2 separate regions of the Oryctolagus cuniculus genome follow, and region 1 is linked to region 2. Evidence: chromatin contacts called from public Micro-C data. All regions are on one chromosome and are shown on one strand. Each heading gives the region's core, a stretch centred on a gene start, on an enhancer-like site or on the middle of the called end of the contact. The rest is flanking DNA. Distances are from core to core; before and after follow the strand shown. Region 1 holds the start of POMK (protein O-mannose kinase). Region 2 holds the start of HOOK3 (hook microtubule tethering protein 3).

Evidence for each region. A called contact is a pair of places that touch in the nucleus more often than the background predicts.
Region 1: a Micro-C map of ear pinna shows a contact between it and region 2, with 5 times the contacts expected there. The contact joins the promoter of POMK here to the promoter of HOOK3 in region 2. A contact is called at or near these places in 2 of 6 Hi-C or Micro-C datasets (ear pinna and an unstated tissue).

What each region holds. Positions count from the first base shown.
Region 1 is chr2:93,141,437-93,145,365 of mOryCun1.1, forward strand. POMK (protein O-mannose kinase) reads left to right here and starts at 2,242. Exons shown (of 5, transcript XM_070068634.1): 1 at 2,242-2,285.
Region 2 is chr2:92,971,266-92,974,901 of mOryCun1.1, forward strand. It overlaps HOOK3 (hook microtubule tethering protein 3), which reads left to right and starts at 1,301. Exons shown (of 20, transcript XM_051832317.2): 1 at 1,301-1,613. The coding sequence starts at 1,557. It overlaps RNF170 (ring finger protein 170), which reads right to left and starts at 1,176. Exons shown (of 7, transcript XM_008273910.4): 1 at 971-1,176.

The sequences.
Region 1 (3,929 bases), core at 992-3,491, 170 kb after region 2:
GGCAGGGAGTCACCACACAGACCCTGGGAGTCCGGTGAAAGCAGGCCAGAGGGAGCAGCCTGCAGACTCATTTATTTCAGTTGCTTATATAGCCGAGGTAGCCAATCCAGTCAAGGGGTGGTTTATGCCCTAACCAATCACAGCCTGTTGCCAGGTGGGTTCTGAAGCCATTCCTGAGTAACTGACGCTTGCTTGCCAGCGGCCATCTTGGCATGGCCTTCTCATTACACCAGGAGAAAGGCCCAGGGAAACTGATATCTAGGGCAGTCCTGCTCAGACCCTGGTAACTTTCCAAGTGGTTTCCGTCCTTCTACCAGGCTTGCTAAACATCTTTCCTCTAAGGTGGGCACCCTAGAGAGAAGCCCCTTGGCCAGCAAGGGCTTCCCCTGTCTGACCATCTCAGTGGTAAATTTGGAAAGGAATTTTTTGTATTTTCACCCAGCAAACTCTTCAGCCAAGGCTCCCTATCGTTTGTCCTGGAGGAGAGGGGAAAGGATAAAGAGACTCCCTTAAAAACCGGGAGTCTAGGGCCAGTGCTGTGGTGTAGTGAGTAAAGCCACTGCCTGCAGTGCCAGCATCCCAAATGGGCGTTGGTTCAAGTCCTGGCTGCTCCACTTCTTATCCAGCTCTCTGCTATGGCCGGAAAAAAGCAGTGGAAGATGGCCCAAGTCCTTGGGCCCCTGCGCCCGCATGGGAGACCTGGAAGAAGCTCCTGGCTCCTGGCTTTGGATTGGGGCAGCTCTGGCCGTTGCGGCCAATTGGGGAGTGAACCAGCGGATGGAAAACCTCTTGGTGTAACACTTTCAAATAAATAAATCTTTAAAAAAATAAATAAATAATAACATACATGCTGGGACTCTGAACAAGGACGGCGTGCTCAGCCCTCTGCTCTCTGCTGAGCTGCCCAGTGGCCTGTCCAGGTGTGTTCTCCATCCAACCGTGTAACCTCGCTGTACCCCAGTCCGAGTGACTGGGCGCTTGCTCTATCCCTTCCATTCTGACGGATGCCCTATCCCCAATAAAACCGTATCACTTCACTCTGTCTCACGCCTGAGTTCTTCCTTGCATGAAGAACCCCACAGCTTCCATGGCTCTTTTCTCCAGCTGATATCGGAATAGGGGGTGTCATGCAATATCACTGCGTGCTTATTAATAAATTCCCAGCATTAATACGCCTGTGTGGGTTCTTGCCTAATATTCAAAGAATTCTGAATACTGGCATAAGCGAACGAGGCAGCATGTTGGTTTTTAAGCTTTTATCCAGTGGGAGCAATGCATAGGAGAGTGAGGACCCTATCTAAAAGAGAAATCTGGATTCATACTGAGTACCAGGAGCCAGCCTGGAGGAGCATGCAGACCAGGAAGCATGGGGCAGGTGGCTCAAAGGCCAAGTGCCCAGGAGACACAGGGCAGCATGGGTCCACAATGGCAAAAGGCCAAAGAGTGGGCCCAGGCTTTTAATCCACTTCCAAAGGGGAATAGTTAATTAACCTGATTGCCCGGTGGGGCACACAGGTGTAGCCAGGTAGGGGCGTGTGGTCACACAGGGGCGTGGAGAAGGCGTGGTCTTCCAGCTCACAAACCAGATCAATTTTATCCTGTATGCCTGCCCACGTCACGGTGACATTATTTCCACAGGGTTAAGTTCCTGGAAACGGGACCTTCTGGGTACAGATCATTCCAGATCACACGCAACATCAGAGCGCGCAGAAAACTGGCACTGTGCGTCGCCATTTTCTGTCAGGCGTGAGGCGGCCCCCGGCCCCTGGCGCCCCTTGGCCGGCCCTACTCCTCCTCGTGGCTCTGGGCCGCAGCCCCACAGGTTCCTCCACACCGCCGGTTCCCCCCGCCAGCGAAGCGCCGAGAACACTCCCCAGCGCGCCTGCGCCGGCACCGCCTGGGCTCACGGCGCCCGTGCCCGCGAGCCGGCTTTCTCCGCGGGGCCCCGCCCCGCGCTCGTCCCCGGCCGCGCGCCGGCGCAGGAGGCCGCGAGCGGGCGCGCGGGCGCGGGGCTCTCGGGGGAGCGCGCGGCGGCCCCGGCTCGGGCGCCCGCCTCGTGTCCGACGGAGGCGGGGACGCGGGCGGCCGGGCTGAGGCGCGGGCCCGGCTCGCCGCTGTGAACGCGAGGCCGCGGGCCCCGCCGGGCGCGGGCAAGGGCGCCTTCCTCCCGGGCGCTGCCCGCGCCGCCGCCATCGCTGCCGCTGCTGCTGCTCTTGTCGAAAGCCCTCTACTTGTTAATGTGGTTCCCTTCGTCCGCCTCCGGCACCCCCGGGACTCCGAGCCAGGTAAGTGTCCAGAATCCTTAAGATAATTAATTTTCCTTGGACTGCATGGGCAAAGTGGGATTCTGTTCTTACGCATTGGGTAACACTAATCTCTTTCTTAAGTGTAAAATACTGCAAAAACTAATTTTGTGCCGTTGCTTTTTAAAAATTATTTTAAACTGTGATTATTCGTTATTGTTATTAGATTATTTTAAATGTATTGCACGTTTTTAACGGGTGCCGTGCAGCTTGTCAACACACAGACGCGGCATGAGCCCAGGCACCGGGCAGTGTCCCTTTCCCTGTCTTTGTGTTTGGAGCCGTCCAGCCCCTCTCCGGTCACACAGGATATTATGCTGCGGTTGCCCACTCTTAGGTGCATCCTGCTGTTTTGGTGCCGGCTGTCCAACTCCTCCCACCCCCACCCCGCCTCTGTGACTCACTGTTTAAAATTTGGGTTGAAGATATGCAATCTTTTTTTTTTTTTTTCTTTAAGCTTCCATGTAGAGGACATGCGGTGTTTGTCTTTCTGTGGCTGGCTTATTTTACTTAATATAACGACCCCCAGTTCCATCTGTCTTCTGGCGGGATAATATTCCACATTGTGCTTAACCCCCATTTTCTTTACCCATTCATCTGTTAATGACTTGTGCTGCAGTGAGGGTGCAGGTGTCTTTTTCTTTTTAAACATTTATATTGTTTATTTTGAAAGACAGAGTCACAGCAAGAGACAGGGAGATATATACATATATATATATATAGAGAGAGAGAGAGAGAGAGAGAGAGAGAGGTCTTCCATCCTCTGGTTCACTCCTCAGACAGCCAAAAACGGCTGGGTCTGGAATAGGCTAAAGCCAGGCGCCTTGAGCTTCTTCCAAGTCTCCCCTGTAGGTGCAGAGGCCCCAAAACTTGGGCCATCTTCTGGTGCTTCCCCAGGTGTGGTTAGCAGGGAGCTGGATCATAAGTGGAACAGCCAGGGCTGAAATGCTGCACGTGTGGCTTAATCTATTATGCCGCAACACTTGCCCCAGGTATTTTTTTTTTGAAAGTCAGAGTTACACAGAGAGAGAGAGAGAGAGAGAGAGAGAGAGAGATCGGTCGGTCTTCCATCCACTGGTTCACTCCCCAGATGGCTGCAATGGCCAGAGCTGTGCTGATCTGAAGCCAGGAGCCAGGAGTTTCTGCCAGGTCTCCCACGGGGTGCAGGAGCCCAAAGATATGGGCCATCTTCTACTGCTTTCCCAGGCCATAGCAGAGAGGGGGATTGGAAGTGGAGCAGCTGGGACTAGAACTGGCGCCCATATGGGATGCCAGCACTACAGGCAGCGGCTCTTTAGCCGCTTTCCCAGAAACATTAGCAGGGAGCTTGATTGGAAGTGGAGCAACTGGGACTTGAACCATATGAATCACTGGCCTTGCAGATGGCGGCTTTACCAAGTACACCACAGCGCTGGCCCTGGAGTCCTGCAGAATTTCATCACTGATGTTGGCAGCCTTTGGATGGAAATGAAGTGTGCAGGGGGAGCTCTGTGGGACTAGACTGTGGCTAGCAGGTGTGGGGTTAGGAGGAAGTTCTCTACTTTTCCCTCGCACAAATCCCTTCCAAACCCTGGCAAAGGGCCCAGAAATTTTACATTCCTAATTGTTTTTCCTTAAAGAGTATCC
Region 2 (3,636 bases), core at 51-2,550:
GGAAGATGTGTCTGGGAAACTGCCACACTCCAAATAAATTCTGGCATTGTCTGCAGGCTCTATGAATTGACAACTCTCCTTAGACTCCAAGGAATGTCCTAGTCTTAGAAACTCCAGCACGTTAGCACTAGGAGCAAGGTTTATAGCACTGAGTAGCCCCAAACTGGAACAAAACGGATCAACCAACAGTAGGATACACCACAACGGAATACCAGGCAGCAATGAAAATTACCTGTATTTAATACTCGTTGAATGCCACCAAAAACCCACAAGAGGCTTCCACTCATAAACGTCCCAGTATAGGCAGAGGACAACTATATTGCATGCACACATACGTGGCAAACCTACTGTGATTATCACGCAAGTCAGACTAGGGAGGGAATCAGGCTCGGAAACGCATACACAGCTACGGGGGGGGGGGAGGGGCAGGGAACTCCTAGGGTTCCAGCAGTGCTTTTGGCTTTTATCGGGGTGTTTCATCTACTCTCTAAACGCGTATGTCGAATGCACTTTTCTGCAAAGGCTACATCGCTTAAAAGGTCGGGAACGATGCACAGGCCCCGGGAACCGGCGGGGTCCGCGCGGCTCGGAGAGCTGGCGCCCGGCCTCCCGCACTTGAGGCCAAGCTTTGAGGGAGTCGGGGCTCCGAGCGACCCCAGAAGGAAACGGGGGGAACTCTCCTCACCGCCGGCCCAGCCCACCTAGGACCTCCGAGACGCCCACCGTGCCCGCCTCCACAGTCTCCCGGCGACTCCGGACGGGAACGGGGCGCTGCTGGGGCCGGGCCCCGGGGATCCTCAAGGAAAGCGGAGGCTTGGGTCCGATCAGAGACTCCCCCGGCCCGAGACGCCTGGGCGGCCGGGAGGCGACCCCGGACTGCGCCGCCCGCCCTCTCGCGGTCCAGATCCGGGGGCGTGGCCGGCCACGCGCCGGACGCCCGAGGCCGAGGCCGGGGGGAGGGGGCGCGTACCTCTCCACCGCGGAGGAGCTACCTCGCCAATTCCCGGTGACAGAGGACACAGATTATTTCTGGGGACTGCCCCGCCAGCCCTCCCGGGCTACCACTAGCTTGTCCCCTTTTTACTGTGGAGTGTGGGCACCGGCGCACGCGCACTGCGAGCTTCCGTGACGGCGCGCCGCCGCCGCCGCCGCCGCGCGCGCGCCATGACACGCAGCGGTCTGTGACCGGCCGCGCGCGCGCACGCGGAGGCAGGGCCGGGGGCGGGCCCGCAGGAGCGCGCCTGCGCGCTGCGGCTCGCCCGTCGTTCGCTGGAGGAGGGCTGTGGGCAGCGGGGGGGCGGGGACGCGGGGCGGCGGGCGTGGCTCGGGGGTGGCGCGCGGCGAGCGCGCGCGCCCAGATGAGAGGAGCAGGAGGGGCGCGGGGGTGACGGTGCGGAGCCGCTGCCAGCGCCCGGGCGAGAGCAGGCGGTCGGGCCCCAGCAGGAGGTGGGCCAGAGGCCAGGGCGGCTGCCGGGACCCTGCGGACGGCACCCGCACCGCGTCGCGGCGGTTTCTGGCCTGGTGGAGAAGGCGTTGCCGAGCCCCAGCGGGGGAAGATGTTCAGCGTGGAGTCGGTGGAGCGGGTGGAGCTGTGCGAGAGCCTTCTGACTTGGGTACGTGGTGCCGCCGCGGCGCTGGGAGACTCTCCGGCTCCCGCTCCGGGGCCGCTTTTCCGGGACCCCCCCCGCCCGTCCCGGGGGGCGAGCGCCGCGGGCGCCGGTGCCGTCACATCCGGGGCCTGAGGCGGTCAGGGCCGGGGATGCGGGTGCGAGCGGCGTCCGGGAGAAACTTGCCGGGCCCGGGGTGTGGGGTGTCGTCCGGGGAGGCTAATGACGGGGTGCGGGCGCGCCGTCACTGGCACCGTCGTTGTCTGCCGCTGCGCGGGCGCTGGCGCTGCTCGCTCGGCGCGGGGACCCCCGAGGCGGGGGCCCCGGCTCGGCCCGGGTGGGGAGCGCTCGGGCCCAGGGTTCCGCCGCTCGCCGCCTTTGTTGTAACGCTCCCGAAGGACGTGCCCGCCGCGGCGGAAGAGAGAAGTTCCTTTGAGGTCGGGTGGGAAAAATAGGAAAAAACAGATAATAAAAGGCGCCCGGCGACGGCGTGGGTCGGACGCCAGATGCGCCCGGGCCGTTAGGCAAGCGGGCGGTGGGGCGGCATTCGGGAGAGATCCCGAACGTGAGGCTGGAAGGGGATCTGCAAGGTGCGTGGCAGGCGGTGGAACCCGGAGGCGTCTGGGGAGTCCCGGCGCTGCGGGATTCCGACCGCGAAGGGCCGGCCGGCCGCGGAGTTCTGGCGTTTGCAGAGTCTGTGTGCGCGCGCGGTTCCGGCGCCTGGAGCAGCCTGTTTAGGAGTAAACTCCTGCTCTGGCCTTTCTCACCCTCTGGCTGGGGCGAGCCCGGTGCCCCCTTCGGGAGCGCGGGTTTTACTCATCGCTACACATGCCGGGTGACCTTTCTAGAATAGCACACAGACGTATTTATGGAGGTGACTGCCGCGTTTGTGTTCGTTTTAAAGACAGACCACTAACGTGAGGGAAGTTCTGTTTAGTCTGGGGTTACAAGTTCAGCTCCCTCTTCCTGTGCAGGTGTGAGAAGCATTCTCTTAGGTAGCTTGCTACAAACCTGATTAAAGCAGAGTCTAGGGTTTTTAACGTGGCCCTGTCGAGGCATCACATTATGTCTTCGGAAACGTAGAGTATGTACAACCGAAGAGATCTATGCATTCACCGCGTTTTGTGTTAGACCATTCTTGGGACTTCAGAGAGCCCCCAGTAATACATAGCTAAAGTAGAACTTGCAACTCTTCCGTTCCGGCTTCTTCACTGCTCTATTTTAGAAGAGGAAAACTGATGTTGCATAATGTACCAGGGTTTGACTAGAGTGAGGAGAGCAGAGAGAGAGGAAAGCATTACTCCATTCTTTGGTATGGTGGAGGGAACCATGTATACAGAAGCCTGGGAATCTTTAGATTTACGGTTTAAATCCTGTACAAATAGTGCTAGAAAAAGGAGCAGGAAAGAAAAGATGAGGAAGCGAATTGAATCTGAAGTGGTGCTGCACCATTTAAAGTCTTGCAAGAAAAGTCATGGAAATAAAGACATGTTTAAAGCTTATTTGCAAAAAGATGATAGTGCAGTTGGTTTGAGTGAGAAATGTTGATGATACAGAGGCGGAATCATAGAGGAAACTTTGAGGGGCTATCAACAGAACCAGACAGCATGGAAGCACCGATTTAGAATCTGAGAGAATGTCAAGACATGGGGTGGCAATATATACTACCTACTGCAGAGAGGTCCGGGAGTGCCATACTGAAATCCACTGGAACCCTCAAGGAGGAAAATTTCTGCAGAATAGAGATGAGCAGTGACAAAAGTGGAGGTCAGGGGCCACACAAAAAGCAAGATTTGAAAACACTTAAACTGAACATTGAAATGTTTCAAAATAAAGTTGAGTTAAAGTGCTGGACTTGTTCTCTTTTACCTGTCAGGATAGAAAGCTGAATAAAGGGTTTTTATGAATAATGGCTAAGGTAACAGAACATGTCCATCTAGTCTGTTAGTACCTCCTGTCTGGAGAACAGATAAATGCTGAATACAATTCCAAAACCAGTTGTGGGGCTGGTGCTGTGGCACAGCGGGTT